Linked DNA regions of Mus musculus: region 2 is linked to region 1. Evidence: chromatin contacts called from public Hi-C data. All regions are on one chromosome and are shown on one strand. Each heading gives the region's core, a stretch centred on a gene start, on an enhancer-like site or on the middle of the called end of the contact. The rest is flanking DNA. Distances are from core to core; before and after follow the strand shown.

The links. A called contact is a pair of places that touch in the nucleus more often than the background predicts.
Region 2: a contact with region 1 is called in a Hi-C map of neural progenitor cells, with 2.5 times the contacts expected there. The contact joins the enhancer-like site here to the promoter of Ttc8 in region 1. A contact is called at or near these places in 5 of 39 promoter capture datasets (the 3T3-L1 cell line, 3T3-L1-derived adipocytes, the HPC-7 cell line and 1 more), 5 of 484 Hi-C or Micro-C datasets (the C2C12 cell line, cerebellar granule neurons, cerebral cortex and 2 more) and 1 of 115 datasets of contacts at active chromatin or transcription factors (embryonic hindbrain).

The regions. Positions count from the first base shown.
Region 1 is chr12:98,918,808-98,922,225 of GRCm38.p6, forward strand. It overlaps Ttc8 (tetratricopeptide repeat domain 8), which reads left to right and starts at 1,767. Exons shown (of 14, transcript NM_029553.4): 1 at 1,767-1,976. The coding sequence starts at 1,863.
Region 2 is chr12:99,082,786-99,086,203 of GRCm38.p6, forward strand. No RefSeq gene overlaps it. Among named protein-coding and RNA genes, the nearest start is that of Gm40554, 60 kb to the left of the region's middle. Within about 2 kb of position 1,581, at least 41 of the 459 cell types and tissues checked have an H3K27ac peak or open chromatin away from gene starts, as enhancers often do. A contact at or near this core is called in 3T3-L1-derived adipocytes, cerebral cortex, neural progenitor cells and 1 more, where this site is marked.

The DNA.
Region 1 (3,418 bases), core at 517-3,016:
CATAAAATAAAAACAACCTTAGAAACTTCAAAGATATATGTACTGTGGCGGTCCATACCTTTAACCACAATGGTCTAGAAGCTGAGGTAGAACTGGTCATTCCACAGTCAGTGTGGGGTATAAGGGTTGAAAATCATTTACACAGGAGTCTTTTATATTAAAAATAAAAAAATAAAATAAAATAAAAGGCCCCTGTGAAGTACTGAAGCTGTCCATGACCAACATGTATGCCTTCCTGAAACCATGACCTTCACACAGACTACCTCACTGGGACCTTCTCACAAATTCCATCTCTAGAGTCCCTTCTAGGGAAACACAGATGGACCAGTATTAATCATCACTATAAAACTTATAATCTTCATAATTAGTCACTTCCAAGATGCAAAAATTCTAGAAGGATTGCTTAGAAAATGAGACTAGAAATATTCACAATCCATTCCTTTGTTCTGAAATGTAGACGTCGGGTTGAAATCTGCAAAAGCTACCTGGGTTAAATATAATGTTTGCATTGTGATTCTCTAGTGGTTTCAGGAAACTGCAAAAGGTCTGTGTTTATTGATTGTTATCTGTGAGAGAAAGTGTAGACACCGTCAGAAAACTCTTCACTATTCAGATATTTTCTTCTGTCTTCCGTCATGGTAGGAAGGAGGCAGGAGGATGGTCTAAGAAGCCACCCCCAGACTCACCCCAGCCTCATTTCTGCATTATGGGCTCTTGCTGTTAGATATTTGTCATCTTTGTAAATGTGTAGAGGAAAGTCGGGCAGTGGTTCAATCAGTCAGAACCACTCTGGGCTGGGGATTTAGCTCAGTGATTTCAACAATAGAATCTTTATCTAGCGCGTGCCAAAACCCTGGACTCGGTCTTCTGCAGGGAAAGAATAAAAGCAAACAAAACCAAAACTCACTGCACACATGAAAACATTTGACAGACGACACGTGCCCATAAACGGGGTTTCAAAAGTTTATTTGTTGTATCTGGTGTCAAATACCTGTATGCACTGGCACTAGGGAGGCTGCACTGCAGATTAGCCTAGGCTGCATGGCAAGATCTTGAAACCAAAGAAAACAACCCAAACCAAAGGAAAACCAAAACAATACAGCAACAACAAATCTCCCTTTCCATACATTATCTACTTTGGAAGAAATGCCCTCAATCTGTAAATTATAGTCTCGCCTCCTTAACTCCAAACAAGTGAAGCAAATAATTTCTCTTTTTGGAGCCTATCTCATCTTCTCATCTGTAAAATGAGTGTATTGGACTAAGCAAGCTCTCAAATCCCTTGCAATTTGAACACTGCCGTGAGACGGAAAAATACTGTAGAGGTTTTGGATTTAGGGCACAGGAGAAACTGTTTCCGCATTTATGTTTCTAGAGTCAGAAATATGACAGCAGTAGGAATGCGCGAAGTGGGGCGTAGTGAGACAGGAGACACAACCCGGGTCAATTTAGGTGGGCTTTTTTTTTTTTTTTTTTTGGCACTTACAGGGTAAGCAACCGGATGGTTGCTAGGCAACTGCATCTCTCGTTAGCACGGAGGACCCTGTCCGAGGTGTCTAAGTCACTACCTGTTTCTTTTAAAGGCTTGGTGGCTTTTCAAAGTTAATGCAATCTATTGTCATTAAAAGAACACTTTTTTGCCAGCAATTCTTTGCAAACTCTCTGGCTGAGGTCGGCTCTCAGAGGCTTTCCCGTCCCCTGTTTTCAGGCGCGCTGCGGACACCTCCTTAGCCAGGCCCCGCCGTTGCGCGTTGCTCAGCAAAGCCAGACGCCTCCCGCTCGCTGCTCCCGAACCCCGCCCTCCCCGGGCCGGGCTCTGGGTACAGGGCCTCTGGGTTCCTTGAGGGTTGTCCCGGACCACCATGGGCTCAGAGATGGAGCCACTGCTCCGGGCCTGGAGCTATTTTAGACGCAGGAAGTTCCAGCTCTGCGCCGATCTATGCACGCAGATGCTGGAGAAATCCCCTTATGATCAGGTACCTGGCCGGCCCCAGGCAGTCTGTGGATCCTCTTTGCTGAGGCCATGGGCTCAGGGCGGGATCCCTCTGTCCCCTGAGGGAGGCCCGGGAGGAGGGCCCAAGAAGAAGTTGCCTGTGTAATCCGCAAAGGCACCTGGAGCGAGACTCTTTGGAATCCTGGACAGTAGGTCCCTGCCTTTTGCATCCCCTGGGAATCCTGAGTCCTGTGCTTTGACAGCTCCTGCTATAAACTTCAGCACACCTTTTTCAGAATTAGTTATATTTAAAGGGACTCTGTTAAGTTTGTGAGGGGCTTTGATAGTTCATTGGTCATTCACTGGTCACACTCCTAACTTGGTTGATTTCTAAAAAGGAAAATATATATGTGAACAAAGACTTGAGATGCAGCCGCCTTTAAACACAGCTGTCTTTTGGTCCAGATAGTGAAGCACGCGATCTACCGCATTTTTAGACCTCTGTCCAAGTGTGAAGGAACTTTTGTTTCTGAGTCATGAATTCAACTGGAGGCAAGATAGAAGAATGAGAATGTAGATGAGGGAAGGATATATTTATTTTTAAAGAAACTACCTGGGCAAGAGAAACTTTTCTTGTAGGAGGGAAATATAAGACAGAAGAAGACCTGATAGCCTTGGTTAGAAGGACATATAACAGTTCAACATGAAGGTATACTCCTGTACAGCAAGGGGATCAGTAGTTCAAAGCCATGCTCAGCTAGGTAGAGAGTTCAAGGCCAGCCTGGTGAGCTAAAGGAGAACCTGTCTTTAAAGGGGATCGGGCAAAAGGGAACTTAATAAATACAGCATTATTGTGTATAATGAATGCAAAGGTCAATAATGAATGGGGGAGGTATCACGAACATTATCATTGAATAAATAGCCCCTGGAAGAGGCGAGAAGAAAAACAGGAGCCTAAGAGTAGAGTTGTGCCAGTTTGGCAGTGCTTTTAGGTACATGCACAGTGTATTGTACCTATTCAGACCCTGGTTTTCTTGCTTTCCCTCTAGTGGTGTTGCCTTGGAGTTGTTAGGAAAGAAAGGGAAAGCTAGAAAAGCCTGAGTGTGAAGGTTGTTCCTGGACTCTGCTGCTCTCTGAGCGAATGGATGAAGGATGCTCAAATAAATGGTCATAGGCGTCCGGCAGAACAAACTGTATTGGTGGTGATTCTAGAAGTGTTGTTATTATTCATGCTCAGTAAAGGACTGTGAGTGTGTAGATGGAGATTTTTTTCCCCCCAAGAGCGTTGCTTGGTACATTGGTCCTACAAAGGCTGCTAAAGACATTTCCAGCACAATCCAGCATGCTTTGGAACAAGGCAGTATAAAATCTCTTTACCATTGTTACAAGGGAAGTTTGTTAAGACCTTTGGATGTACCAGACATTGTTCTAGGCTCAGTGGTTCTCAAGAACATTATGTGTTGTTTTCATTGAGTTGGGATGGTT
Region 2 (3,418 bases), core at 331-2,830, 160 kb after region 1:
CCAGATGCAGAGAACATCTTCCTCCCACACAGAATGATGAAGGACAAGCACAAGAAGAAGATCTTAGCATCTTTCTGTCTCATAAAGAAAGGAAGGGAGGGAGGGAGGGAGGGAGGGAGGGAGGGAGGGAGGGAGGGAGGGGGAGAGAGAGAGAGAGAGAGAGAGAGAGAGAGAGAGAGAGAGAGAGAGAGAGAGAGAGACCTGTTTCTACCATCCCAGGACTTTAATTGCAAAACTCTGTTGTTGGGGGCACACTTTGTTTTCTCCAGGCTCCGGGCCCCAGGCTCTGGCCCCCAGGCTCCCGTGCGCACACAGATGCTTTTCGTGTCCCCTCTTCATCAGCAGCGTGGTGGCTGAAGGAGCACCTGGACTTGAGAAGGCTGGGTGCTCTCTGAATGACTTTAGTTGAAATGCTTCACTGTGCTTCAGTTTCCTTCCGTGAACAATGATGCTAATCACAAGGCTTGCAACATTTTGTAAACAGCGAATGTGCTGGTTCCTGGAGCTCCTTTACACTTGACAAGTGCTTTAAAATTGTTACTTGCACCAGGTCCAGATTTATTTGTGAACACCCCCAGGATATACCTACCAGGGACAGATCCTTATGACTGGGCTGTCTCTTCTTTCGTTGTTACAGACAGATACCAATAATACTGCTCTGGGTGTGCTCCTATTCTGCAAACAGACCAGGAAGAGGCTGGAAACCGATTGAGTAAGGAGAAGTAGAAAAATCAAGGTTCTCTGATTGGATATGAATTCTCTTTCCAAATCCCCATCTTTCCTGGGCCTTTCTCAGGCTAAAGCTCCTCACTCTGTGAAGATGTCTCCGAATGGAGAAGCAAGGAGTACTCAAAGCTTCATCTTCTCCTAATGGAGAATGGCTTGGGTTTTTACCTTTGTTAACTGGGCGACCTTGAGCAGTCCTCCATCCCCCACTGCCGCTATAAGTTAAAGGTCCCTATAGCTCTTTTATCGCTGGAGTTTAACATATGTCTACCTGCGGGGAGGGGGGCGTTTCCATAGCAACAGAAGTGCGGGATGTTAAGTCTCCCTTTCTAGTATCCAGAACCCAGCCTACATAGGGACCTCCTAAACCTGGGGAATATTTATGCTGAGGCAGAGCCCCCTGGGGCGATTCCTGGAATCACCAAGCTTGGATCAGGGTGCTACACATTGGCTAGCGAAAGATCCCGAAGGTAGAAAGAGTGGTTCTTGCTGCAGACGCGGTCCATGTCTGTCTGTCTGGGCATGTCTCAGGGGCTGGGAGTTATATCTCATCTCCTGACTCCGGGAAAACGCATGATCTGGCATGATGAGAGACTCTCTGGGGACTTTTGCTTTTTGTTTTCCTCGTTTTTTGAGACCAGAGAGCTCAAACCATTGGGGTACATGTTGACGGCTAGACTGCAGCCTCTGATGATAACTGTCCCTTTGCATAAGTCCTCTGCACCTCGGGGTAGAAACAGCTCCACCAGGGGGCAGTGCAAAGAAAAATTCGATATGGGGACCAGAGGAGATGTCCTAAGCCAAGCATCCTAACTAGGCTCCTGGCTGAGCAGCGCGACAACCCCAGCGGGTGGAGTCGCAGCGCTTTGATGTCGCGCGGCCACACGGTGGCGCTGCCGCACCGCCCTCCAGCAGACGACACAGGGCTAGGCATGCCCCAGGCAGGGACAGGCCAGGGGTACAGAGCAGGCACCTCAACTCTCCCCTTGATGGCCAGTCTTGGGACGCAGTGTCCACCTTTATGCCTTGCGACACATTCGTGACCCTGCCCTTGAGCCTCATGGAGGTCGGGAAGCTGAGGCTGAAAGGATTAGGAATCCTGGGGCTTAGCTTCAATGGCTAAACCTCTGACAAGGCCTTTTTCCTAAAAGGAAAAGAAGAGAGCTGTAAGAGAAAAGAGCCGTTAGGATTTATTCCCAGGGGTTCCTAGAAACTGCCACAGCCTGCGAGGTCAAAGTTAAACCATTTTGTACGGAGCATGAGAGAGAGAGAGTCGATGCTTGCTCCAGCAGCAGTGAGCAGAGCTGACGGCCAATGCCGGCTATCTGCAGCCAGGTCTGTGGACATCCCACCACAGAACCTTACTCCCAGTTGTCAGTCACCTAAGAAGAAGGAAAAGAAACCCCCAAATTCCTTCTTTCCATCCTTAGAAGTAGGAAAGTAGAAACACCTTTAACTTGGTTCTGATCTTGAAGACCAACAAGGGAAGTCAATGACTTTGGGGGTGACTGCAGCAAGACAGAAGAAGGAACACAGAGCCCTGAATCAGTGCCCCGGGCAGGTTCTCTTACCTAAAGATGGTGGTCTCAGCGAAATGAATGGTCGTTAAGTCACTGTGCTTGGAGGCACAGGGCTGTGATGGTATGCCATTACTGTAAATGAATTCAAGAGACGGATTGCTTTATCTTAAAAGCTCACAGTTTTCAAGGTTTCAAGTCTATAGCTGGTTGGTTCTGTGGTAAGACAAAATCATGGTGGGAGTACACAAAGTAGGAGGCCTGTTAACCTCATCGTGTCTGGGAAACAGGGCAGAAAGTATATTCCCAATGCCTTCTTCAAGGGCATGCCCCTAATAGCTTCACCAGGTCCCTACCTCTCAGTAGTGCAATGGGTGGGAACCAAGCCTTTAACACATGGGCCTTTGGCTGACACCAACAGTCCAACAGAGAGCAAGGGAGGTGATCAGCTATTTGGTCTGGTACCGCACCATAACTGATTGCAGAATTAACTAACTACAGCATCTGATCGGGTAATAAGATCCTTGGTTACGTAGGTATGATAGGCAGTGTCGACTGTCAACTTGATAGGCTGTAGAATCGCCCAGGAGACAGGCCCCCAAGAACACCTGCAAGGGATTATCTTTGATTAGGTTAACCAAGGGGAAGGCTTGCCCTAATAGTGGGCAGTACCACTCCTTGGCTTAGGCCCTGGTTGCATATAAAGGAGAAAGCTAGCTGAGCAGGATCGCCCACACTCCTCTGCTTCCTGCCTGCTGAGGCACTGTGACCAGCTTGCTCAAGCCCAGACTGTACCCTGGAACTGAGAGCCAAGACAGGCCCTTTCTCCATGAAGTTACTTTTGCCAAGATATTTTATTACAGCAATAGAAGTAGGAGAGTGGCTAACGCAGTAGGAGAAAGGAGGTTTCAGGTAGAAAAAGAACCCAAGTGCTAAACACAAGACAAGTCATGATACTCTGAGGATGCTTTCTGCAAAGCATAGATGTGTGTGTGTGTGTGTGTGTGTGTGTGTGCATACATACATATACATATATACATAAACACATATATGTGTGCATATGTACATGTATGTATATATACATGTATGTATATATATGTGTGTGTGTGCATGTATACATAGACATGCGCATATATACATATATAAGCACACACAGGCCATCTGCACACCATTAG